Linked DNA regions of Mus musculus: all the other regions are linked to region 1. The links are chromatin contacts, called in public Hi-C maps. All regions are on one chromosome and are shown on one strand. The core of a region is the stretch at or near the end of the contact, and the rest is flanking DNA. Distances in the headings are between cores, read along the strand shown.

The links. Hi-C and Micro-C count contacts between places; a contact is called where the count stands out from the background.
Region 2: a Hi-C map of the N1E-115 cell line shows a contact between it and region 1, with 3 times the contacts expected there. The contact joins the enhancer-like site here to the promoter of Unc5c in region 1. A contact is called at or near these places in 2 of 484 Hi-C or Micro-C datasets (the N1E-115 cell line and nephron progenitors), 1 of 115 datasets of contacts at active chromatin or transcription factors (embryonic stem cells) and 2 of 9 other capture datasets (adipose tissue and liver).
Region 3: a Hi-C map of the N1E-115 cell line shows a contact between it and region 1, with 6 times the contacts expected there. The contact joins the enhancer-like site here to the promoter of Unc5c in region 1. A contact is called at or near these places in 2 of 484 Hi-C or Micro-C datasets (the N1E-115 cell line and nephron progenitors), 3 of 115 datasets of contacts at active chromatin or transcription factors (embryonic limb bud and embryonic stem cells) and 2 of 9 other capture datasets (adipose tissue and liver).

The regions. Positions count from the first base shown.
Region 1 is chr3:141,463,510-141,468,170 of GRCm38.p6, reverse strand. Unc5c (unc-5 netrin receptor C) reads right to left here and starts at 2,607. Exons shown (of 16, transcript NM_009472.4): 1 at 2,334-2,607. The coding sequence starts at 2,457.
Region 2 is chr3:141,415,242-141,419,902 of GRCm38.p6, reverse strand. No RefSeq gene overlaps it. Among named protein-coding and RNA genes, the nearest start is that of Unc5c, 48 kb to the left of the region's middle. Within about 2 kb of position 1,947, at least 1 of the 459 cell types and tissues checked has an H3K27ac peak or open chromatin away from gene starts, as enhancers often do. A contact at or near this core is called in the N1E-115 cell line, where this site is marked.
Region 3 is chr3:141,501,243-141,505,903 of GRCm38.p6, reverse strand. The region is part of intron 1 of Unc5c (unc-5 netrin receptor C); the gene reads right to left. Among named protein-coding and RNA genes, the nearest start is that of Unc5c, 38 kb to the right of the region's middle. Within about 2 kb of position 2,398, at least 4 of the 459 cell types and tissues checked have an H3K27ac peak or open chromatin away from gene starts, as enhancers often do. A contact at or near this core is called in the N1E-115 cell line, where this site is marked.

The DNA.
Region 1 (4,661 bases), core at 1,358-3,857:
TAATGCAGCAGAACAAGCAAATGGTACCTTTGGGGTATGTGTGGAAGCTCGAGTGTAAATTGGACAGAAAGGAGATACTGAAGGGAATGGGAGCCTGCCCACCAGACTGTCCTACAGTGACTGGCTGAGAATAGAGTGTTAACAGCAGGTCAGTAGTAAACAGGCCTGGCTAATGAGTAGCAGCCACAGGGACAGTAGCTGATAGCAGATTTCTGTGCTCTACACTCCCTTTGATGTCTCACAGATAACACAGGAAGAGCTGGTGCTCTGGAACATGGAGGATAACAAAGATAAAAGTGAGAGTCCTGCATCTCAGACCATGTGATTTGAAGGGGGGGGGAGTTATTCTCCCTGATCGAGAGCAAATGGAGAAAATCCACACCAGAATGGCGTACACCCCCTAAACCTTCTTTTCTTCCCCTGCTGAAGATCAGAATTAATCCTCAACCTTTGCCTTGTCTGGTGTAGACCAAGAGAAAGTGCAGGAGGCAGAACGTATCCCCAGCTCCTTCCCGCTTAGTCTCTGCTCCCTTCTTTCAATATTAATCCACTTACAGTCCCCTGTTTGATTATCTTCATCGATCCTTCTCCTACCCAGTCTTTTTAATTTGGCTGTTGTAAGCTCTCCACAGGGATCCTGCCTCCTTTTTGCATCTTTGGGGACTTTTAACTTTTCCTTTTCCCAAACCCTTCCCCTCACCCCCCAGTGGCTTAGTCCTTTGTGCACAGAAAAATGACACCGAATTCCAGCAGGACTCATACAGCTGATTCCAGAACCCTTAGGCTTCCTAAGATCGTTGTCCACGTTGGCTTCCTAAGATCCTCCTGGAAGCATTTCTGGCTAGAGTCCTGAAAACTTCTCACCACTTTCAAGAACTCTAGGCTTTCTAGCACGGATTCCCTTGAACATGGTCAGAGGTGCTCTGGATGTGTGCATAAGCAAACCAGAGCTGACCCACAAGGGTAGGAAGCGTCTGTCCAGAAAGGAAGGCAGGATTTATGAGCATGGCCACTTAGCAGTGTAGCAGGAGCAATTTACTCCCTAAGTAGCTATCTCAGATTCACACTGCCTTGCTCATCGCATACCTCCTCATGAGGACCAGGCTTGCCTGGCCTCTGGGCTTTCTTTCAGCACCCACCTCCCTGCATCAGTGCCTGTAGATTTTAGGAAATGCAGGCTGCAGTTGGAATAAACCAGTCTGTGAGCATCATGGAAGGAGGGTTGCTGCTCCTCCCCCCAAACTCTCCAAATTCACAAAGAAGTGTGTGTGTGTGTGTGTGTGTGTGTGTGTGTGTGTAGAAAAGGGAAGGTCTCTGAGCTGGTTCTGAATTGTTGCCTCTCTCTCCAGGCAAAGCTGTGTTGCCTTCTGGCTATAGACAATAAATAAATAAATAAATAAATAAATAAATAAATAAATAAATCTTTAAAATGGCAAAGAAGGATCTGGGTGGGAACTGGTTTGAATAAGTCTGGGAGCTGCACCTCCCTCTAAAACTCAATGAACAAGAAAGAAGCCTCCAAGATGAACCTCAGTCTAGGTGTCTTCCCTCTACCCGTACAAGACATTCCCAACTCTGGACCACTGTCCTCCTACTCCGGCTTTGCTCAGAGTGCCACACACTTCGAGGCTTACACGCATTAAAATGTCAGTTATAAACTGGTTAGCAGCGTCCTTTCCCCCAGAGAGTTGCAGATTTGGTTCGAACAGCTAGAGTCACCCACTAGAGCTGTGGTTTTGAAGTTTTTCAAGGATCGCCTGTCCGGAGCGGGACACGAAGAGGTTGTGAGTGGAGAAGCAGGCACACCCGGAGCCTGTCCTTTCTGGGCGAATTGAGCATCTCCATAGCGCCCCATCAGCAGTCTAGGGGCACCAGCGCCTATGGGTCCTTGGCGGTAATGGACATATTTCCTTAGCGGAGGTGGAAGAAAACCCTGCAAGCGCAGCCATCGCGCACAGCGAGAAGCCTCGGCACACTACACATATTGGGGCACATACCACAACGCCACTATCAGTGCCTCTGGAAACCCCCGGCTACACAATATTCAAAACCGTGCGTCTGTGGGTCTGAAAGTGCAAAAGACACTCCAGGATCCCACAGGCACCGAGACAGCAGCTACACTTAACACACCCCGGGTCCATCCTTACCCAGATCCAGAGCTAAGACTGAAAATCTGGTTTCTTAACTAGTTGGGAAAGTGGGATTTAAAGTGGTTTCCATTGGGGGCAACTAGGCAGGTGAGGAATCAAGGAGCGCCGGGGACAAATAGAGGTAGAAGAGAGGGAAGACAGAAGCAAAGGGAGGTGACTGCCGCGCCCTGAAGACCCTCTTACCTTGAGCGGCGGAGCCGGTGCCACTGGCGCTTAGCAGGGCCAGGGCAGGTAACACAAGCATCTGCAGCAAGTATCCTAGTCCCAGTCCGCAGCGGGCCGCTGTCGCCCTCAGACCTTTCCTCATCGTCGGCAGAGGTGTACGGGGAAGGGAAACGCCACCAGGAGACGCGCAAACAGCCGAAAGCCCAGCCAGGCAGGAGGCTGGATCCGGCCACCGCCAGGCAGTCCTGAGAAATAACAGCAGCCTGAGCGCCACACTCCACTTTCTCCAAGGGCAGGGGCCAAAGGGGGTGGAGAGGAGCCTCCGAGGAGGAGTTTGAAGGTCCCTCGTCCACTGCGCCTAGCCACTGACGTCTCCCGGCTGCTAATGCTCTGCCCCCACTCGGGAAGTGCTGGGAGGTGTAGCGCGGCCACCACCACAGCTCCCGCAGCTCCGCCGCCAGCCGAGCGGGCGCTGCTCTCGGGTCCCCGCGCCCGCTCGGATCGCACAGGCGCCGGGGATGGGGAGGTGGCAAGAGCGGGAGGAGTGGCGAGCCAGCGAGGCGCTCCCCGCTCTGATCCTTGCGCTTCTGTGCCGGAGAGACTCCCGGGCTGCCGCCCGCCCGCCGACGGTCCAGCGACTGTCGCCTCCAGGAGTGGGGCGAGCGGGGGTCCTGGGTGGCGCTCGCAGAGGAGGCGTGGAGGGCGCGGCCCCACTCCGCGCGGGGGGAAGCGGCGGCGGGAGCGCGCTCGCCCGCCTTATGTAAGCGAGGATGGAGCGAAATCCACGCCTCGCGCGGAAGGTGGAGTCCACTGGGTTCACTTGCTCACTTGCTCACTCGCTCCGGCGCTGACAAGGGACACCTGGGGGCAGAGGCAACTGCGGCCAGGGGCAGCACAGTCTCCCCGCCTGGCGCCAGACTCCTGCTCCGCAAGCGCTGCGGGCACGCCTCAGGCCACTTGGCGGTGTCCAGCGGAGCTCAGCCCACCGCCTGGCAGTGTCCCTGAGCCGGCCAAGCCTAAGCCAGATGCCCCAGGACTGCTCTCGCTCTAGGATTTAGGGAGTTGCGCTTGATTGAGCCGGAGGCGGGCTGGAACTTGTTCGCATAGATGGGAAAGAAGGCAAGAAGCATTTGTAGTGGCTCAGCCCACTATCTTTGGGTTGTCAGCGCCAGTCAGGCTGTTTTATGCTCTGCGAGCCGGTGACCTATTTGTGGTGGAACAAAAACTGGAAATCAATGGAAACTCCCTCGGTACTGATTTTTTTTTTTTTTTTTTTTTGCTTGTTCATCTTGGTGGCTGCTGAGATTGAACATTTAAAGAGTGCCGCGGCAAAACCAAGAGAACCCCCCCCCCCCCAAAAAAAAAAAAAAAAGAACAAAATTTGCAGATGCTCAACTTGATGTTGGAACCTATAACTTAGTCTCCAAATTCTTAAGAGCGAGGAGAGAGGACTAAATCTGCTTCAGTACAGAAAGACATTTTGGGGAGTAGTTAGGTTGTGAATTCGTGATAAAAGGATGAAGGAGGAGTGTGAGGAGGAGTGGGTAAAACAAGCCCAGCCTAGACAAAAGGAAGGCGAATGTCTGAACACACCAGCTAAGCTCCACAAGATAGTGTGAAAAATCCCCGATGTTTGTGCATTTAAAATGAATAATTTTATCACGTAAAGGTTCAGTTTCAAGTGCAAAAGGAGCCATATGTAAATACACAGAAGAGTTTAGAAAGTGTGGGGCGGGTGGAGAAAATGGCTGATTTCAAGTCTAATTTGAGCTGTGGTCAGAACTGTCCGGGTGAGCAGGTCAGGTAACTTTTGCATGTCATGATTCTTTTTTTTTTTTTTTACCTCTCTTCGAAATATTCTAATTCTAATGCCTTGTGATTCTGCCTGCCAAGCACCATTGAAACCTCTACCCGTTATGTATGCCTTGGATGGATTTCATAGACTTGGGAAGGTCACTCTTGGGAGAGACATTGACAGAATTAGCTTCTTTTTATTTCCATGGAGACTTTGCCTGCCACTTTAAAATCGCTTAATTTTCTTCAACCTCCCCACATGGGCACATCAGGAAATGTGGGTAGTCAGGTGCTGATGCCAGATGGGCGGATCAATCCACAGTGATTTACTAGCTGGATGGCATGGCTCAAAAGGCCAGGTGTCTCCACTTCCTGATCTGTAAAGTGGGTTTATTAGAAGCAATGAGATATAAGGTTTCCTGAGGTTAGAAAGTATTAACTATAGGTAAAATGCCCGGCATTGTCATTGATGACTGTTGTTCTGATCTAGAAGACACTCAGCCTTTTTTGCTACCTCAGTTCAACAGTACCTTCCTCAGTTAAGTTCAAGAA
Region 2 (4,661 bases), core at 698-3,197, 48 kb after region 1:
TTTCATTAACCCATTTTTCTAAGCCCCATGTGACACATTTAAAGTTTTCACAGTTCTAAAGCTCACCTTGCAATCCACTCAGCATGCATTTCCTGAGATTTATATCTTCCTTAAAAGCCTGCATTGCCATTGATCAGTTTTCACCAGGAGTCACAGCCCCTCAACACCTCCTGTTGGGTTCCATTTCCTCTACCACTGGCTTTCTGTATAACAGATCACTTCAATGGCTTGCTTGGAGCCTCCATATCTTCTTTTATAGAGAAAGGAAAAGCTGACTCGCTACATTAAGCAAAGCTGAGGTTGCCCTCACACATCTTGGGAGGATCAGTGGATCATCCCCCTCATAGCCTTAGCTTGTGGGATTCTCAGCCTTTACGTCAAAACAGATCTATTGTAGACTCTGCTGTTCTCTTTATTCCACATCAAGAGACAATAGAAACAAATAGGGCTCTCTGAGTCTAAAATACGCAACTCCAGAGAATGGACCAGATAGAGTCTGAAAAGTTCTGTACTATTCAGTCTTATCTCCATGCCTCAGACAAAAAGTCCTGTCATGGAGTAATCTAATCATAAAAGCATTAAAGCATTACTGAACTGGAAGCTGGTCATTTGAGCTAGTCTGCTTGGTCAGCTAGCTCAGGAGATCTGTCTGTCTCTTCCACCTACAGCAAGGGATTGCAAGCATGTGAGGCTGACAGCTTTTGATGTGAGTGCTTGAGTTTTAAATTAAGATGCTTGCAGAACAGATGCTCTTTTTCACTGAGACATCTCTCAGCACTTGTAACTTGTAACAACAAAAAGGAAGGAAGGAAGGAAGGAAGGGAGGGAGGGAGGGAGGGAGGGAGGGAGGGAGGGAGGGAGGGAGGGAGGGAGGGAAGAAGGAAGGGAGGGAGGGAGGGAGGGAGGGAGGAACGAAGGAAGGAAGGAAGGAAGGAAGGAAGGAAGGAAGGAAGGAATGGAGGGAGGGAGGAAGGAAATAAATTGAGGCAGCAAGGGTGGGCAGAAGATACCCAGGCTTGCACCAGTCTCCTAGTGCAGAGGTGTGCCAGTGCCACATTATGGGTCCACTTTCTGTCCTGTCACAGGGCATGGCAGCTTGAGAAGCAAACTGTGGAAACATGACTGAGCTTTCAGTGTATATTTTTTCCTTTCTTATCTGTCAGGCACTTAGAGGCACTAAACATCCCACTTTTTGATGGATGGTTCTCTTCAACTTAAACCTATGTTATCAAAGACATACATGTTAGAATGGCTAGATTCCCAGCTATTTCAAATTACTATTTTCTAATAGTGATTAATAACTCTCCTTCATCATTTTGCTCTGAAGCTTCTATTATTTTATGCTAATAAACACGTTGTATAGAGTATTTTTGGTGACCACTGCTTGCTATCATCTTACTTTTATATCTTTACCTACTTGTTTTGTTTCTTATAAAGAGCATCCTAGCTTAGTATTAGTCAGATTTTGATGTACATAGTTTTTTTTAAAGTATTTAAGAATAAATTTCAATCATTAATCAGTTATTGCTGTATGTAAGTAGCTATGTGGCTTTACATGTATTTATGAGTATTATTGTGATTGTTATTATTGTCAACATTGCTTGAAAGAGTGTATCCTTTAGGATGTTTTTTTTTTTTTTTTTTCAGAAATGGTTGTCTTACAGGTCAGTAAAATGAGGAAGAAGTATTTGTTCTGAAGGTATGTGTCACTTTTTAAATTGCTGGGGGTCTAGAAAGCAGAGGCAGGAAGGTTATATGTGGTTAAATTCAGTTATTGAGCAGATGTGTTTTTGCTGATGCCGCTTCCACAAATATAAAAGTCTAGATTTGTCAGCCATTGAAATGACGACTCCTACGAGTGACGCCTCAGGACTCATGGAGTTGCATCACTTGTCCTCTTGTTTTGAGGCTTGAAGCTGCTTGTACTGAGAAGCCGTCGTCTCACCTCTCCAGCCTGCAGCTGGCCATTGGGGACTCTCCAGCCTCTGATCATGTGAACCGATCTAATAAACCCCATCACAATTACACATGCATTCTATTGGTTTACTCCTCTAGAGAACCGTGACTAATACAATATTCCATCTTGTCCTGTATTGGTTCAGGGAGTTTAGTCAACATAATAAAAATAGTTTATTCTTTTAGGTGGCTGATGTACTTGCTTTTGTTGAGAATATTTTATATCTCAGTGAAGCAGGCGTCTAATCAAGAAAGAGCCAGTGGTATTAGGCTAATTAAGTCATTTCCCAGTTTAATCTCATAATGAAAGTCCTGAGTATAAATGCCTTATGAACTGAAAGTAACACTATTTCTACTACTTTCTTGTAGATTCTGAAATAGTATAATAAAAGAAACTTTATTGTGTATACAACCTTGAAGAAAAAGAATAATTGAACAGTAGGGTCCTAATGTATGTTATTTATTAATAATCAATATACACTTATATTCAGTAGACACTGTTCTATATTATTCCTACCAGTCTTCTGTGTAAACTTTAATTTTAATAAGAAAGAAACAAACTTTAAGGAATCAAACTAAAACACACACTCTTGAATTGACTTTTAAAAGAATAATTTCCCATGGTTGTTGAGACCAAATTGATTAATTAAAGGCCAATAATCATTATGCACTAAGTATTCTAGAGTCAAATAGAAGGTGGAGTTATTTATATACCTCTCTAAGAAGGATAGTATCATTCCTGGCTTTTGACATCTGTAAGATAGAATTTATAATAAAACAGCATCCACTTTTTATTTGAATTTTGCTAGAAAAAGTTATACTTCTATAGTTATTTAATAGTGTAATGTATTGGGTAATAACCCCACCCCTCTGAAAAAATGCTTAACTTGAGGATCTGGATTCCATCCCACAAAACATTATGAGCTGCAGACAAAAATTACTCTCAGTATTTAGAGAAGGAGCAAAACCACGAGGGGAACTCACACCTATCTAACGTGTTCAATGTCATGTAATGCTTTTGCAGTACTGATTTTCTAACCACTCCCAGCAGGTCTTCAATGTATCTCTTCAAAGAGATCTACTTTCATCTGCTAGATATAAGCATTTCCAGAAACCCATGCTTAGGTCTTTCTCACAACTCACATCTTATTGTTTTTGGATGTGATCTACATATATGTTCTCAAACAGTCATCTTTATTGACTCCGAAGCTTGTAACATCAGCTTGTTGGGCTCTCATGTACTCCAGAAAAATTTCCTCTAATCATCTTGAATACCTTGAGACTTCACACATATGTGAAGACCTAAATTCTTTATTTTTTTCCCCTCACCTACCCTTTCTAGTAGATATTGCTACCATCATGGCCACTTGAGTGTAGTATTGTTTTATGTTAATGTTTTAGAGGTTAGCACTTGGACATTTATGAGCCCTCTTGTAATTGCCATGGACTGGTACCCAGCCCTCCCATTTCTCTTCACTTAGAGCCACCTTGCTTTACGTCATACTTTCCTGGTGATTTTTTACTGGCTCTGGATTGATCCCTCAGTTGTTCTTTGAACTTAGTCTATACATAACTTCCAGGTGGAGTTTTGATAACCCTTTCTCTAATGCTTTTAAAAAACTAAAAAACTAAACTTCAACACATTCAATCATAGCATTCTTCTGCCTATCAAATGTAGGTCAACAGTTTTTATCAGCAGTTAACTGTACCTGTGATAAGCCCCAGTGTGACATTGCCACTGTCCAAAGCCAGGTCATAGTGGTACCTCTTGGGTATCTATATTGAAGTAAAGCTAAGCCTCTTCTTTAAAGCGCTTTGTTACACTGCATAGCTATTTCTATTTCTTAAACATGCTTCATTCATTTTTTTCAAATGAGTCACCGAATTCCCTAATTCCATTTCCCCATTTTCTCCCATTGTAGAACACCACGTAAACAAAGTGTTTGACAGTACTGCTCCATTTCATAGTACTTTGTGAACATTTACAGAATACAGTGTAGTCTACCTGATTTGTCTTATACACTTTATATTTTTTCTTGCAATCTTATGGCAAGCTAACATTTGTTATTATTATTATTTATTATTATTATTAATACTTTATGTGTGGGGGTGTTCAACCAGTGTGTATGTCTTTGTACTACGTGTGTGCAAGGCTCATAGGACTCAGATGTGTGGCCAAGATGCCATCTGATCGCTTGGAATTGGAGATACAGGTCTTTCTGAGACACCATGTGGGTGGTGGGAACTAAACCCAGCTCCTCTTGAAGAGAAACTAGAGGTCTTAACTGCTAAGCCATCTTTATAGTCCTGAGTCCTAACATTTAATAATGTGGAGAGGACATAATATCTTCTAAAATGCTGTAAGCAATAACATAATCTCCACTTAAAGTCATGGGTTCACTCACTTTTTTCTTGTTATTGACTATTTTGTTGCTGTTGTTTTTGTGAGACATTGTATTTCTGTTTAGTTATATTTGGCTTGGAATTTGCTATGTAGCCTTGCCTTGAACCCATGTTTTTCTTGAGTTTCAGTTGTGTACCATTGCTCTGTTTACAATTTTTGAATGGCATTTTGTTTGCCTGTTTTGAGATTGACTTTTTCTATGTTAACTAGGCTTGCCAGGAACTGCAAGGCTCAATTGGTTCCTCTATCTCATTCTTCTGGATTTAAGTGTGTATAAACGCAATTGTTTTGAATTGTACTT
Region 3 (4,661 bases), core at 1,149-3,648, 38 kb before region 1:
AAAACAAAAACCCTCTCAAGACTGACACCCAGTCAATTTGGATGTCAGATAAAGTAAATAATGGAACCACTGCTGTCTGGGATATTATTTAAAATGTAAGCACCCTGCTATCAATTCAATTAAAAAGCAGTTATGACCACATAGGCTGGAGATAATTACTATATAATTAGTGAGTTGAGAAAGGCGCTTTTCTGGAAATATTTGCTTTATGTTTGCCCATTTAATGTGACTCCCAGTAGACCCTCCTACTCTATGCTAGAATAGCAGGTCATTTAAATCAAAATGACTATTGTATAACAACCAAACATGAATAATAGGAATAATAGAAAATACAATTAAGTGTTAACCAGTGGCACTTGTGTATGTGCTGTCAGCTCATTTTTGAGTAGTTACAACATTGTAAATGAAGAGCAACCTTGTCTTTATTTTTATAGATTATGCTAGTTTGAGGGACATTTTGCTTCTAACCTATGAAATTCTTGACTTGTAGAAGACAAGAAAAAAGTTTGAACTTCCATGTCTACTTTATTGAAGGTAGAAAATGAACTGATCCTAAAATACAGCAATATGAGGCTAAAAATTGCAATGTCTCAAAAAATAATCACTTTGCTAAGGATAAGAATCCTTTGTGTTGGCTTCCCAAATCCTCCTTAATATATTTCACTTCATAAAACTTTATTAGACATGTATATATTAAAAGTGAAAACTCCTTACTTAATTTTATTAATTCTTTACTACAAATAGTTTACTATTATCAAGCAAATAGTTATCTTTCAGAAGTCAGGATTGGAGTCCATTAAACTAGGCCAATAGAGGGCAAGCATGACTGAGCTCAGTCATACCACATGAGGGAGTTGAGCTCTGGGACCCACTAACTCTGTGTAATTCTCGGTCCTTCCTTTTTCTCTTCCTTCCTTCCTCCCTCCCTCCCTCCCTTCCTTCCTTCTCTTATGTAAAACTCTTGCATCACTGTGTACTGTGTGCCCACACTGTTAATATCCTATGAACTTTGGTTCTCTTCACTGTATGGTCCATTTTATATACACTAATCTTTGAAAATGTTTAATATACTTCGAAGACTTTCTTCCTTCATGATTCCCCTTCAGTTTGACATTGCAAGTAGGATGTGCTCTAGTGTAAACACACACCCACTGTTGTCATACAAGTTGGAGATGGGTGCAGTTGACTTTTCTCATCAGCAACGAGATCCTTTGGTCATAAAGAATGCTAACAACAAAATAATAGATGGAACCTTCCATAAAACAGTATGGCATGCCCAGTAGCACTGTCTCAAATTTGTCTCAATATCCTCCCAACTCAGTTTCTACCTTCCTTTCCTGGGTGGGCCAGCGTGTTTACACAGAGCTATGAGGCTCAGTTGTCAGAGGCAATCAAGTCCTTTTCAGGTCCCCATTAGCCATGCCCTGAGAAAGGGGTGAAGTGATTTCATAATTTCTGATCAATAGAAAAGGACATTGATACCCTGGGGATATTGATTCAGAGAGACAGAAAGAATAGCTGGGAAGCACTTTCGGTGATAGAGGAGTTAATGATTTTGTGATTTATCCAAGAGAAATGCCCTACAACCTTTGATAATTGCAAGGCAGAGAGAGGCACTGTTGGCCCTGTCAAATTAACAGGAGCCAAACCCAAGCACCATAAAGAGAAGGTTAGCACGCCCTGTGCATCTTAAATTGTGTGTGTGTGTGTGTGTGTGTGTGTGTGTGTGTGTGGCGGGGGGAGGGGGGAGAGGCACTTCTTGTCTAAAACAGAATGTTTTAATTCTTGTTAATCTTAGGACAAAAGTATGTTTTTTCCTTAATGTTTTTATAGTAATTTTAGATATGCCAGATCATCTGTGCTGAATTTTTTAAATTAAAATTCCCTCTCTTAAATTGTGGGAATTAGGGCTACAGCACTGATGTTCTAATTATTAAATATTCAACATAGGTAAATACATATAAGTACATATGGGGGGAGTCTATAAAGATATAAAAATTCACAAGGTTTCACCACTATAGCACAGTCTTTGCCTACGTAACTGAGGGCTTCTTCTTCAAATATTTAAACAAATCTTTTCATGTAGGAGAAACCAGCAGGGCTTCTCTTCCACTGCATGGCAGAACCAAATAGCTCCCGGGTTTATAAACACACTGGGGAGAAGCCCCTACAAGGTGCACTGGAGAGCCCTACTTGAAATATTTCCTCTCACGTGATGGAGAAAAATGTAGAAATTCAGAACCATGCTATGGGAAAAATAAACAAAAAAGAGAAGTTTGTGTCAGTGTCTGCGCAGCAATGAGGTGGACACTTGCTTGTGAGCGCTGAGGAAGAGCACAGTGGCCATGTTTTCCTCTTTAGGAGATGCCAAGAGGGTTGGTTGTGAAATTACTGCTGTGTTGGCAGGAAATGAAGAAAAACTAAAGAAGTCTTATCAGATGAGAGAGGAGTTACCACTCATGTACTGGGTACCAACTGGGTTGACAAATCTGGCAAGAGAAGGGAATCTGGAGAAGGTACCATTGGCCAGGAGAGGAGGGGGTCAAAATACTGCCTCCACAATTCTTTGACTTCTTTTGGTTAGTGTCAGTCAATTGGAAAGGTCCAAGCGGAACCTGAGAAGCCAGTAGGTGAAAAATACCAAAGAACAGTTTTCTATTTCATAAAATAAATACACACACGCACACACACACACACACACACAGACACACACACACTTGGTTAAATGTTTAAGGAGAAGACTGAAGTCAGGCAAGTTTTCTTATTGATAGGTGCTCAGTGGGTTATTTTCAATCAAATAACTAGGATAAGTTATTCTCCTGGATAGCTAATGATTGTTTAATTCCCTTATGTCAGAACAATGTACTATTTGCAAAAGTACAGTTCATGGTCATGGGAAGAGTTCATATGCAAATAGAGCTGAGGACTTCAAATTTCACTCCCACAAACCTATGCCAACCCAGCCCCTCCTCCCGCAGTATGGATAACTGTTATCTCCTTCTAGTATTAATATCTCAGTGTTTACCATCCCATCCTTACGTAGCAATAAGATTGGAAGGTGTTTTACCTGAGTTTATATTTGTTTTCTTAAGGACTATGATGAGTTAAATTTTCAGTTATATTTTTTTCTAAGGTTGTGGAAACATGATATTTGCCACTACCAAATAAATTAATTTTTATTTTGGTATTCTTAAAAACTTAAGGCTTTAATTTTTAAACTAATAAAAAATATTCTCACAGGTGTTGATCTAATAATAAAGTTAATACTTTAAAAACATAATAATCTGTTATAAATTAATAATCTTACTGATACATTATGTGTTGTATATGATTTGTTCCTTGGCAGCTGCAAAAGTGTCGCTCTGGGGACAAAAGAAAGCAGAAGAAGGAAAAAAAAAAAAGAAAAAAACAAAACAAAACAAAAAAACCAAAACAAACCCACACTCACAGCCCTAAGCAGCTATTTTTCTAACAGAGGTTAGCATGGCAACCTCCACAAGTGGTTTGACAAATCTAGTTTTTGTCATGGTGTTAAATATGTAAATTGCCCTGAGTGACCAAGGCTAAAAGCAAAGTGACAGTTGAGTGTGACTGCCATTAACTGTGGATCACATCCCTGCATGTAATGCAATTATATGGCAGGAAACAACTAATGCAGGCCGCTCTGGTGGGAGAGGGGAGAAAATATTGAATTTTTCTTAATCTATTTATGTCTTGCAATTGGGGCATTAGCTCGATGGAGGTTCAGCATGCCAGGCATACTCTTGCTTGTTGTGCTAAGTGGATCCTCCATTCATAACGTGATAAGAAGGTAATGGTTAGGGGAACAAATGCATTATAATCCTGCTGAGTCAGAGGGCAATTTTCTCTTATCAACTTCTCTTCTGTCACAACGGCCAACAATATAGACAAAAATCTTTCAGAATCATGCAGCTTTACTAAGCATAAATATTGCTTCTCTTTTTACCTCATGAGCAGAAAAAATGTGAAAAACTCTCATGGAAAACTATGAATTTCCTCTCAAGTTCTGGCTTTACATATTATAAAATCAGGTGAAGAGAATATATAAAAATAAACATTCATCAATGCTTTGTTTATATTTATAAATTACAGATGACAGACAGAGGATAGAGATAGATGATAGGTGGATACATAGGTAGAGAGATCGATGATAGATAGATAGATAGAAATATAGATAGATAGATAGATAGGTAGATAGATAGATAGATAGATAGATAGATAGATAGATAGGTAGATAATGATAGAAAGAATGAAGCTTAAGAAACAAATAGACGAACAAGTTTGAGGGCTAAACAACAACTTCAATGTAGATTGGTTTTTAAATACTCTGGGACTTTGAGGATTCAAACTTAAGTACATTTTTTTTTCTTGGATGCAATGGATGGTTAAGCATCTTGACAAGTCTCTTAATGTGTATCTAACTTGTTTAGACAGTTAATTTGTTTTGTGAGTACACAGATTTTAATTTTAGAACGGAAAAACTGCTTGCCTGACAATCTGAACTTTAAAGTGTATCACTTCCAGAATGTGGGGCTCTCTCTATATGTGCTCGCCTATGCTTCGGGCAGACTGCACACTTCCAAGGCAGTGTCAAATCTGTTAACTTGGGCACAGAAGCACTCCTGTTTCTGAACTGAGCT